Regions from separate parts of the Mus musculus genome. Here regions 2 and 3 are each linked to region 1. Evidence: chromatin contacts called from public targeted proximity ligation data. All regions are on one chromosome and are shown on one strand. The core of a region is the stretch at or near the end of the contact, and the rest is flanking DNA. Distances in the headings are between cores, read along the strand shown.

Region 1 (3,566 bases), core at 631-3,130:
CATGTTATATTGAGATAGCTCTCTGTCTCTCATATTTGGTAAAAATTAAGCCAGTAATTTAAGATGAATTTTTAAAATCCTGTTGATTGATTAAACATTTTATTTTTTTTTAAATATTCTAATGTCCCCCCCAATTTAAGTCCTAAAGCTAGCAAAACATACAAGTAGGCTTGTAATAATTATATGTTCTTAGAAGTAATGACTGTGTAAATTTTATCACCATTTAAAAGCCTTCTCATCCAAATAAAATGCTATAGTATTTCTCTGGATAGGCAGTGCAGAAGCGTCCTGAAAAGAACACCGGACTGGGAGTCATGAGTTCTAGTGGGGACCCTGCACTGTCTAACTAAATGACCCTGGGAGATCTCCTTTAGTGAAGGCAATAGAAGCCTTCTTAAACCCCATCACCTAAACAAATGCACAGGTAAAATCGTTTTAAAATGTTGGGTTTCTTGGATTACTTCTTCGAGTCAACCACAGTGCACTGAAATTGAGGCAGTTTCCCCTTGCCTGTCCAAATTGACACCAGCAACTTTTCGTTTTCTCCCTCTGCAATACTAAGTATACACAGATGATACTAGTGATCCGTAACTAGGTGACTACTGACCCATCAATTCTCATTTTGCCTTACTTTCCCTATGACTAGTTGGCTGACCATAGTCTGTGGTTATGAAACAGCATACTGTGGGTGAGCCCAATCAACTCAGCTGACTGACTTGCGGGCAGACAATTTAAACCAGTCATCTTTAAGAAAAGCTATTATAATATTGGACCACATTTTTGCAAAAACGCCTGGAAATCAGACACCTACAATCAATTTCATTGAAAAGATTAGTGTTCAGTCTATGCTTTTGAAATCTGGTTCAAAACACACCCAGGTGAAAAGTCGGGAGAAGGTGATGTTCGCAGCATAGCACAGCACCCCTATAAAAGCCATAACTGGCATATAACACTTGACAGTTTCCGAGGCAAGAAAGCTGGGTTGAAAAACACATGTAGTATCAGAAACTTCGGGAAGAAGCCTGAAAGCCAATTCGGTGGCTGTATGTTTTCACCGGAGGCTGACGCGGAATCAAACTATGAATACAGTAAAGGACCAATGATAGAAACGGAGGTGTGTGCCAGCGTCAAAGGCAAGGCTTACAGAATTTGCTGAGATGTCAGCGCGGCAAAGAGCACGTGAGATGTTTATGTCAGGACTCGGTGTACTATTTTAGAAGTACAATCACTCTCTGTTCCTATCAACTGTGCACAAAGTAGCTGGAGCTCGTAATAAAGGCTCGGATGAAAGCACGCACCAGAGGACAAAGGGTCAATGTTATACACTTGAGCGGCCCCCAAAGCTCCACGCAGACAGCAGCAGAGAGGGGGAGGAGGAACCTCTCGCAAAGGTGAGGGGCAACCAGCCCCGGTGCAGGGACAAGTGTGCGTGGACGTGGAGGTCGGGAATGCGCGCGTGATCGCCTCCTTTTCTCGCGGAAGATGCTGCCAGAGCTGTGGCTTGGCATCAGGCTCCCCCGCGATGCCCGCAGACATTTCCCATCCCCCGCCCCCGGCAGAACGCAGGCCGCTCTCACCTGGGCGCCGCCGTCCGGTACCGGAGAGTAGTGGGACGAAGAGGGGGACACGTCTAAGTCACTCTCCTCCTCGGTTTCCCCGCCAGTCCTCGGGAAGCTCCAGGGGCCCGGTGGCGGCCACGGCTGCTCCATGTCCCACTGGTCCGGGCCCGGCAACCGCCAGCGCCAACGGCCCTGGCGTGAGTGGAACCTGCTGGGCGGAGCCAGCCGCCCGGCCGGCCACGGTCGTTACCCAGAATCCCTCTGCCCCTGGCGAAGCCGATGCACCCCCGGAGCAGGCCTGGACTGTGCCGCCGGCGGACTGCGGAAGAAGAAGTAGCCGGCCGGGACGTCATTTCCGGGGGCGTGACCGGGCGTGGCCACGTCTGGACGAAGAAGCAAAGTCTGGAGTTTAAGTCCGGGAAAGCTAACTAGGGTTTCTGCAGGTTCGGATCCGGGCGTTCAAAGGGTGTTCTGACTTGTCCCTCTTCTATTTCAAAAGCTCCTTCGTGTAGAGCAATCTAAGTCGGAGTCGAGGGGGACCGATTTAGAAAGCACAGCCAACTTTCCTTTAACTTCAAATTACCCGCGACAAGACTGTTCTCCAAACCCTGCTACAGCGGAGGAGGACACTAAAAATAAAATACTGGGGCAAGCACATTTGTAAAGAATTGAGACAAGTAGTAGACGTATCAGAGGGCTTTCCGTTCCTCGTGTCTTTTTAGAATCGTGAAGATCCGAGTACTCACTGTCCCTTTTCTTTTTGAGACAAAATGACCCACCATAGCCCGAGAACACATTTTAAGCGAAAAACTCAAAGATTGGGAATGTACCCTGGCAGTAGAGTGCTCATTTAACTAACACAGGCAAGGCCCTGATTTTAGTTTCTAGGACCAGGGAGAGGGAAACAGACACCTAGGAACTAGGAAAGTCTAACTTCACAACCCGCACGTTTAACAATTTAGCTTGTTGTCTATTCGCAATCAGATAAGACGACAGACTATCAGTCTTTCAAGCTTTGATTGATTGGCAAACTGTAGGTAGGGGTGTGTGGGGGCGTGAGGTTCACAAGGGTAGGCCAGAGGACCACATCAGTTCTCCTGCTCTGTTATTTTTCACAGCATTCCCTTGAGACAAGGTTTCTTCTCGCTGAGCTCAGAGAACTGACACCAAGCCTTCTGTCTCAGCCCATTTAGAGCTAGGATTAGAGGTGCAGGTTTGTTGGGTATTTGAACTACCGTCCTCATGCTTGCTCAGCTACCATTTTTACCTACTGAGTCATCTGCCTTAGCCCTGACTGGCAAACGCTAAAGGCTCGTTAATCCTAATGGTCGAGCGATAGATGAGAAAAATGCTGTTAAGCATGCTGTGTAACATTTAAGGAAGAGGGATGACATGAAAAGCCTATGTGCTTCAGTTCAGCTCTTTCATGATCAGGAAAATACCCAACAGTATTTTTACAGCGGAATCTAATACAAAGACAGTTTTGGGGTGGTAAAAGAAAGCTAAAAATAAGTAAGTAGAAGCAATGGAAGAGTAGATCTCAGCGTGCTGATGTGGAAATATCTCTGAAATGAACAAGTCTGTAATCCTGGGAAAGGCTGAGACATGAGGATTCTCAAGTTCACCACCAACCTGGGCTACACAGAAGGGGCACTCACTGGGTTAAAGAAACCAAATTACAGAATTAGATTATGTAAAGTGAGAAGTTATGGTTTATTTGTTTTGTTTTGCTTTGTTTTTGTTTGTTTGTTTTAAGGAGCAGGGCAGAGAAAGAGCAAGCTAGAAAATTAGAGCATATTGCCAGAGTTAGAGGCCCAGCAGAGCAAAAGAGTCAGAGGTTGAAAGAGAAGTCAAATTGAGTCAGTTAGCTTGAAGAAGTGTTTGAGCCAGAACAACTGACCTGAACCAGCCAGCCACTGCTCAGAAAGAACTAGAAAGAGTGAGCTTTCTCAGCAGCAAGTCTCAGAGGCTGAAAACATTCTCATCTTAGATTAGATTGTGTGGAGG
Region 2 (3,566 bases), core at 413-2,912, 76 kb after region 1:
AAATATTAAACTCAGTTCAGGAGAGACTTCTGGAAAACATTCTGAGGTTAATGTGGAGTCAGTTTAGTTTAAAAGCCCAGGAGAGGTTGGGAATGGGATCTGGAGTTTACCTGTGTGGTCAGGGTAGGAGACACTGTGTGGCCATATTCTTTTGGGATTCATCTGGCAATGGATGGCTTTCTGGTGGGGTGCATATAGAACAGAGTGATACAAAGCTTGTTCACTCCTCCCTCAGGATTCAAAGGGCCCATGTGCATTTAGCTGAAGCAGAAAAAAACCAGGAGGGCAACTTGGGAAGGTGTCAGGAAACAGAGGGACAGGGGGCTAGAATATAGGCCAACCAAAGGAGCTGAGTGCAGCAGAGGATGGAATCCTGGTGACTGGGGACTGTTTGGGCTTTGCAAACAGGGGCACTGGTTACCATGGAGACTTGGGAGAACTGTGTAGGTGGAGAGCAGACCACAGGGGATGGGGAGAGGAAAAGAGGGAGAGGGGGGAGAGGTGAGAGAAGGGGGAGAGAGAGGAGAGAGGAGAGAGAGAGAGAGAGAGAGAGAGAGAGAGAGAGAGAGAGGGATCTATCTGCCTCTAACAGCCCTTCTGGAAAAAGTGGACTCTGATTGAAATAGTTAGAAGGGACTTGGGTGGAGACGGATATGATACTGAGGATATCAATCAGCCATAAAGAGGGGAGAGGTCAAGCCACTGGGTGAAAGGAGGTTCATTGACATTTTAAACTGCCTACTGCCCCAATGGGGAAATGAGGAGAGCGAATTTGTCTAAGTAAATCTGGTTGTAGCAAATTCAGTGACATTAGAAAGCACCAGCAACCTTGAAGGAGGACACTGCAGGCTATCATGCACCATAGGAAAAGACTTAGAATCATGTATGTGTCCTAGCTGGGTGAACTTGGGCAAGTTTCTTAACCTTGGAAGGTCAATTTCCTTCGTCTGGAAAACGGCAGTAGGAGGAGTGTTCAAAAGAACAAATAGGATTATATACATGTAAAATACTTAGGCCTATGCCAGCACAGGTCAACACTTGGTGTTGCAAGGATCATACTCATGTTTTTAAATCACTTATTGAGATGTTTGTCCTACAAGAAGCTGTAATTGTGACCACCTGTACAGTCCGAGCCATCCATGTCCATCACCTCGGCCCAGCCCGCATTCCCTTCTTTATTAGACGCTAAAGACCTTCTAAGCAAAATTTTAAGCATTGCAATGCAATATTTTAAGGATAGGCATTAGGCTGCAAAGTAGATCTCTTCAATGACACTTAAGTGTTTCAAAATGTTCAGGCCACCCTAGATTTGAATTAAAGTGAACTTCCAGCATCCCTGGCCTTTTCTGCCTGGCAGTGCCCAGTGAAGGGAACAGTGTCCCCACCGCTGTTCCTTATGTGACCCTGGGAGAGTCTTTACCTTTTGTGCCAGGTTTTTTTGGGGGGTGGTGGGCCTGGTAGGAAGATGGTGGGCGTGTCTTATATTACTGGAAAGGAATACAAAGGTAAGAAGGTACTGCAGTTGTGTGCCCGCAAGCTGTGTGTCTCCTGCGGTTTCTTACCGAGAATTTACTAAATGCAGAATACCAGTAGAGATGTATGTCGTCTTAGTGCTCTGCCAAGGGTGTGCAGGACCTCTTCCTTCCTGCCACAGAGGGAAGGCTCTTAATCACCATCAAAACCACTATTGCTTCTTCTCCCCTCTTCTGATCACCAGGTCACAGTATTTCCCGTGGTGACTCTAAAAATAGAGCTGGGTTTTTAATAACCCAGAGAGCTACAAAAAATTAAAGTCACCTGTTGGTACTGATAAGAATACTCTCTGTGGATATCATTTGGGAGATGGCTAAGCTTGTGGGGTGGGCTTCTGCTCAGTTCCACCAGCTATTCCAAACTTTGTTCTAAATTGGTGTGTTGTTGGGAATGTCTCTACCCTGCATTGCAGTCAAGACTCCGTCCTGGATTCCTGTGGCCAGAAAGCAACTGGCACTTTAATGCTGCCTTTCCTCGGTGGGGCCAAGAAATTGTCTGTTCCTCTGATATCTATTACACACGAGTCCTGTTTTGAAGACTGGTACCTGGGGTGCTCAGGTAGGGAGCATGTCCTTTCTCTCAAGGGCATCCAAAGCCAGCCACTTGTAATTGGTAGTCCTTCAGCAAACCAAGTCCCCTTATCAGGTGGTCACACAATTGAGATTCGGTTGAGTCACATAATAGTAGTTTCTAGCAAATCCTATTTCCGTTTCAGTCACACACTAGGAGCCCAATTGTCCACAACGGGCTAGCCTTTCCGTCTTGTAATCCTCACTGGTGAACAAGAAGGACTGGTGTGTCTTCCTCAAGTCCTGACCTTTCTTTCTCCGGGTGACAAAACATTTCCAAGCCCATCTTCTCTGGTTTTAAAGCCAATGATCTCAGATTGCTTCTAGCACCAGCCCACAACTCACTTTCTCACACTTACCCAGGTAAATAAAAGAACAGATGAGAGGCAGAAAGATAAGGGGAGAAAGAGTGGGGGAGATGTTTATTGAGAAGGAAGTGGAACATATCATCTTGAGTTAACAGCACAGTGTGTGAAGTGGCTGGTTACAAGATGACCCCAATGATCTTGTGAACGGCTCTGCCAATTCACTGCCACTAAGGAGAACCACCTGATAAGGGGACAGAACCATCCACTCCTAAATAAAATATCCATTCAACCTCATTTAGATTTAGATTTACTTCCTATAAAGAATACAGATATTTGTACTTCAAAGTTCGGAGTCAAGGGTCACCGTGACGGTCAGTCGGTAGCTTTCAGGTGGGCGTGGCCAACTCTGAGCATTCGGTTACCTTCCTGCTATCTTTGGCACGATTTCTGGCTTCTTAAATATAAAAGCACGGGTTTAAGATGACTTAAGGGCACTACAGAAACACGGCTGTTATGAACCTGTCTCCAAGTTAAGAACAAGTTTTTGTTGAGTTTTATTTACAGGATGAGGACAGAAGTGTAGACTTTTATAAGCCATCTTCGGGAATTAGCAGGAGAAAGACAGGCAGAGGATTCTAAGCCACAAGGCTGAGATTCCCAGAACAATCCTCTCCAGGGAAGGACTGAAGTATTGTCCCTGAACCGCTGGTACCAGTCGCTTATGGCCTGGCTTTTCTTCTGTAAAAATACAGTGTAGAGCTGGGCATGGTGGTACCTACCTTTCAGGCCAGCACTAAAGAGGCAGAGGCAGGAGGATCTCTGTGAGTTTGAGGCCAGTCTAGTCTACATAGTGAGTTCCAGGATATCCAGGGCTATGTAGAGAGGCGCTGTCTCAAAAACTAAAAAATAAAAAAACCAGAAGATAAAATAAAAAGACGACAGTATAAGGATAGCTTGGTCACCTTGCAATGAGGCTTATTCAATTTAGGCCACCCCGTTTTGAAACAGCAGTGGCTTGTCACTGCTGGTTTGGCCCTGGGGGTGGGGGGCGCAGGCAGAGAAAACCAAGAACAGAAAAGTGACAGCCTTGTGAAGTGGGTCTTGAAGTCTACTTGAAGATCGAAGCCTTTTGTTGCTATGGGAGCACTTCCTGCCT
Region 3 (3,566 bases), core at 581-3,080, 74 kb before region 1:
GTTTTACTTTTCACTTTGAGACAAGGTCTCCTACTACAGTCCTGGAAGACCTTGTACTTGCAATCCTGCCTGAGCGCCCTGAAGAACCCAGCTACTTTTCTTAGTCTTACAGTCAGCCACTCGTTTAACCTAAGGGGTCTTGGTCCTTTTAAGGATTCTGTTTAGAAACCAGAACACAGCTGATCTCCCTCCCTTCCAGTGCAGAAAACTGGGGCTATGTGGACATGACCATGTAAGGACTCGGGCATTCCTCTAGATTTATTCCACACACACACAGTGGACTTGATGCTTCTGAGCTCAACCCCATGCAGCTTTCCCTAGAGTTTTCCCTAGAGTTGCATGTTAGCTCTTCAGGAATGGGAAGCTCTGCCCCCCATTAACTCAAACACATCTGTATGCAGTCTTCATGCCACTTGGGCTCCTATGCTCATACCAGACACCTCCAAACAGGACACCCCCCTACGAGTCAGTTTGGGTCACACTGGCTTCTGGTTGCCTGTTTTGCTTGGCTCCTATCTAACTGTATACCAGGTTATTCAAGGAAGAAAATGAGAAATTGTATCCGTTCTTTTGTTATTTTATAGTATTTGTTTTAAAAAAATTATCATACAAGGTATTAGTCATCACAGTATTTGTTTGTTTGTTTATTTTTGGGACAAGGTTTCTTTGTGTTGTCTTGGCTGTCCTGGAATTCACTCTGTAGACCAGGATGGCCTTGAACTCACAGAGATCCACTTGCCTCTGCTTCCCAAGGGCTGGGATTAAAGGCATGCACCACCACCACCGAGCCCTTAAAGCATTTAATTTAATAGATTCTCCTTTCCCTCCCCTCCCCTCCCCTCCCCTCCCCTCCCCTCCCCTCCCCTCCCTTCTCCCTCTCCCTCTCCTCCCCTTTCCACCCCTCCCCTCCCTGCTCTCCTCTCTTCTTTCCCAGGAACTCTATGCTATGGTGTGACCTAAACTGTGTGATTCCCTTGAATTACGCCCTCTTGTGCAAGGAGTCTGTGCTGTAGACTCCTTGCTTCCTCCTTCGAGTCCCAATTCTCTCTGCTTTGGGCTTGGAGCCTTGGGAAGACAGCAAGCACCTCAGGATGGTTCCTCCTTCAGGGCCCCTGGCTGAAGGTCTGCTGGCAGAAGAAACCAGTTCAGCCGGGGCCATGGTCTTGCCTGATAGTTGGCTGTTGGTTCAGGCCAGCCCTATCAGTCACTTGCACGCCGATGCCCTTTGGGGGAAGGGGAAGAGGCGTTGGCTACGGAGCCCCAGCCTTTAACTGTGGGCTGACTTCCCACGTCTCAAAAGACTGCCAAGACAGCCCTTCAGACAGCTTTGTGAGGGAAATGGTTTTAAAAGGTTAGTCCAATTAAACACCCATAAAGGAAACAGTAGATGACTAACAGAAATTACAGGCTAGCTACACTCTTACTGAAATGGCAGACTCATTTGTGTCTTTGAGTAATTTCATAACACACAGTGCTTGCTCATAGAGAATGAAAACTAGGACCATTAGGAGTGTCCATCCAGTCCTTTCATTACCTCCCAGGCCTTGTCAGGTTGCGTTCCCTGGCTTCTCTCATTCAAAGCACGCCATCAGAAACCAAATTACTCATACAAGTGAGAGTTACAGACAAAGTAAATACGTAAAAATATAATCCAATTGAGCTGCCTTTGAGGCTTGAATTTCCAGCAAAACATTTCCTGGGACGGCATTTACGTCGACTCAGCGCCACCTGCCGGTAGGTGGAATCTTAGCAACTGAATGTTCATTGGCCAGGCACGGCCACGTGGGTAGAGTGGGGGCGGGGCAGCTCATTCCGCCTATTCATTCTGAAAGCAGTCAGGTGTGTTGGTGAAGTGCCAGGCGCTGTGTCCTCAGTGAAAGGAATATCATCACTGCCCTGTCTAGTGCCGTACTTCTTAAAACTAGGCACAAGCCGGAATCATCCTGAGATGAAGTTCAGACTTTTAGACTCTCCTCTAAAAAGATTGTAGTTAATGGACTAGAATAGGTCCTGAGAACCTGTATTTTTAAACAGAATGGCTGACTCAGCAGTTCTCAACCTGTGGGTTGCGACCCCTTTGGGGATATTTCACAGGGGTTGCCTAAAATCGTCAGAAAACACAGATATTTACATTGCCATTCATAATAGTAGCAAAATTACAGCTATAAAGTAGCACAAAAAATATATATATATGGTCGTAGATCACCACAGCATGAAGAACTATATTAAAGGGTCACAACATTAGGAAGGGTAAAGACGACTCATCTAGGTGATTCTGAGGAACAGGAAATCCATGAGGAAAAAGTAAATATAGAGAAAAGCCGAAAAATCTGTAAAGGCAATGGGGCCTGGGACTCCCCTACTTCTGCAGGTAGCACGAGGAGCCACAGCCAGAGCAGTTGTAGGCAACTGAAGGCTTAGGTTTGATTACTAGTGTAAGATGGGGGTGTGAGTATGATATGAATGTTGTTGCCCTGCTTTTAACTATGGCTGCAGGTGAGCCCTGGGCTCCCATTCATGTCCTGGATTGACTTGGTTTTGAATATAAGAAACAGGTATAGGTCCTATAGGTCCCCTTCTCAGCATCCTTCTATCCCGTGGGTCCTGGGGGTTGAACCCAGGTCATCACTGCTGTCAGCAAGCGTCTTCATGCACCGAGCCGGACCCCTGGCCTTCTAAGTCCTTTTGTTTTGTATTGGTTTTGCTTTGCTGGGAATGAACATGGCTTTCCTGCTGAGCCCCAGACTAGCCCGTTCTTTATATGACATCACACCATGCCCACAGCTGATCTGATCCAGCCCCTGGAATTCCTTTTATATCTGTGTAACTTTCTCCACAGATATATGTCTGTGGGTGCTATTTGGAGTCAAAAACAGACTTTTTCTGGATGTCCACTCTTTGTCCCTAAGGGGCATGGAGAAACTTCTCACTCTGTTCTTCTGCTGTTGATACAAAACACAGTTCTTGCCTCAAATGGGATAGTTTATTCTGGAGCCAAATGTGGGTGACCACAGCCCAGGAACACAGATCCAAGCAGACCAGAAAGATAGATCCCACTGCAAAGGGCCACATGAGATGTATTAATTATGGAACAAAGTCATAAGTCAAGACAGTTACCAAATACACTGGTGGAGACAACAGTTAGGCAGGCTACAGCAAAGCAGGGAACCTTTGTTATAGGTCCCAGATGTGATCTGCTAACATCCTAACTTCTGGGTTGGTGGAAACTGGTGGTCTGTTAAGAATACATCCTGGGTCAGACACAGGGATGGGCAGTGCATGGCTTTCAAAGATATTTTGCTCGGGTCTGTAACAGTCTTTGTGTATGTGAGGATGTGTAGATGGGTGTGCTTGTGTGTGTGTGTGTTTATGTGTGTGTGTGTGTGTGTGTGTGTGTGTGTGTGTGTGTAAGGATGCCCTTATAAGTGCACAAAGGCCAGGCCAGCCGGGAGAGGTCAGGGGACAGGTGACTTCCTCATTTGCTCTCTGCCTTATTCCCTTAAGATAAAGGAACCTGAACCTGGAACTCTGGTTTTCACTAGGCTGGCTGGACAGCAGGCCCCAGG

The links.
Region 2: a contact with region 1 is called in a targeted proximity ligation map of the HPC-7 cell line, with 6 times the contacts expected there. A contact is called at or near these places in 1 of 39 promoter capture datasets (the HPC-7 cell line), 1 of 484 Hi-C or Micro-C datasets (nephron progenitors), 3 of 130 datasets of targeted methods (the HPC-7 cell line, embryonic stem cells and intestinal villus epithelium) and 2 of 9 other capture datasets (adipose tissue and pancreatic islet).
Region 3: a contact with region 1 is called in a targeted proximity ligation map of embryonic stem cells, with 8 read pairs. A contact is called at or near these places in 4 of 39 promoter capture datasets (the 3T3-L1 cell line, the SN4741 cell line, erythroid cells and 1 more), 38 of 484 Hi-C or Micro-C datasets (CD4 T cells, CD8 T cells, the G1E-ER4 cell line and 27 more), 12 of 130 datasets of targeted methods (the 230-238 cell line, the NIH/3T3 cell line, bone marrow-derived macrophages and 7 more) and 2 of 9 other capture datasets (adipose tissue and liver).

The regions. Positions count from the first base shown.
Region 1 is chr19:28,988,681-28,992,246 of GRCm38.p6, reverse strand. It overlaps Cdc37l1 (cell division cycle 37-like 1), which reads right to left and starts at 1,880. Exons shown (of 7, transcript NM_025950.4): 1 at 1,578-1,880. The coding sequence starts at 1,709.
Region 2 is chr19:28,912,892-28,916,457 of GRCm38.p6, reverse strand. Slc1a1 (solute carrier family 1 (neuronal/epithelial high affinity glutamate transporter, system Xag), member 1) reads right to left here. Exons shown (of 12, transcript NM_009199.3): 12 at 2,498-3,566. Among named protein-coding and RNA genes, the nearest start is that of Plpp6, 49 kb to the left of the region's middle.
Region 3 is chr19:29,062,230-29,065,795 of GRCm38.p6, reverse strand. No RefSeq gene overlaps it. Among named protein-coding and RNA genes, the nearest start is that of Gm9895, 3.3 kb to the left of the region's middle.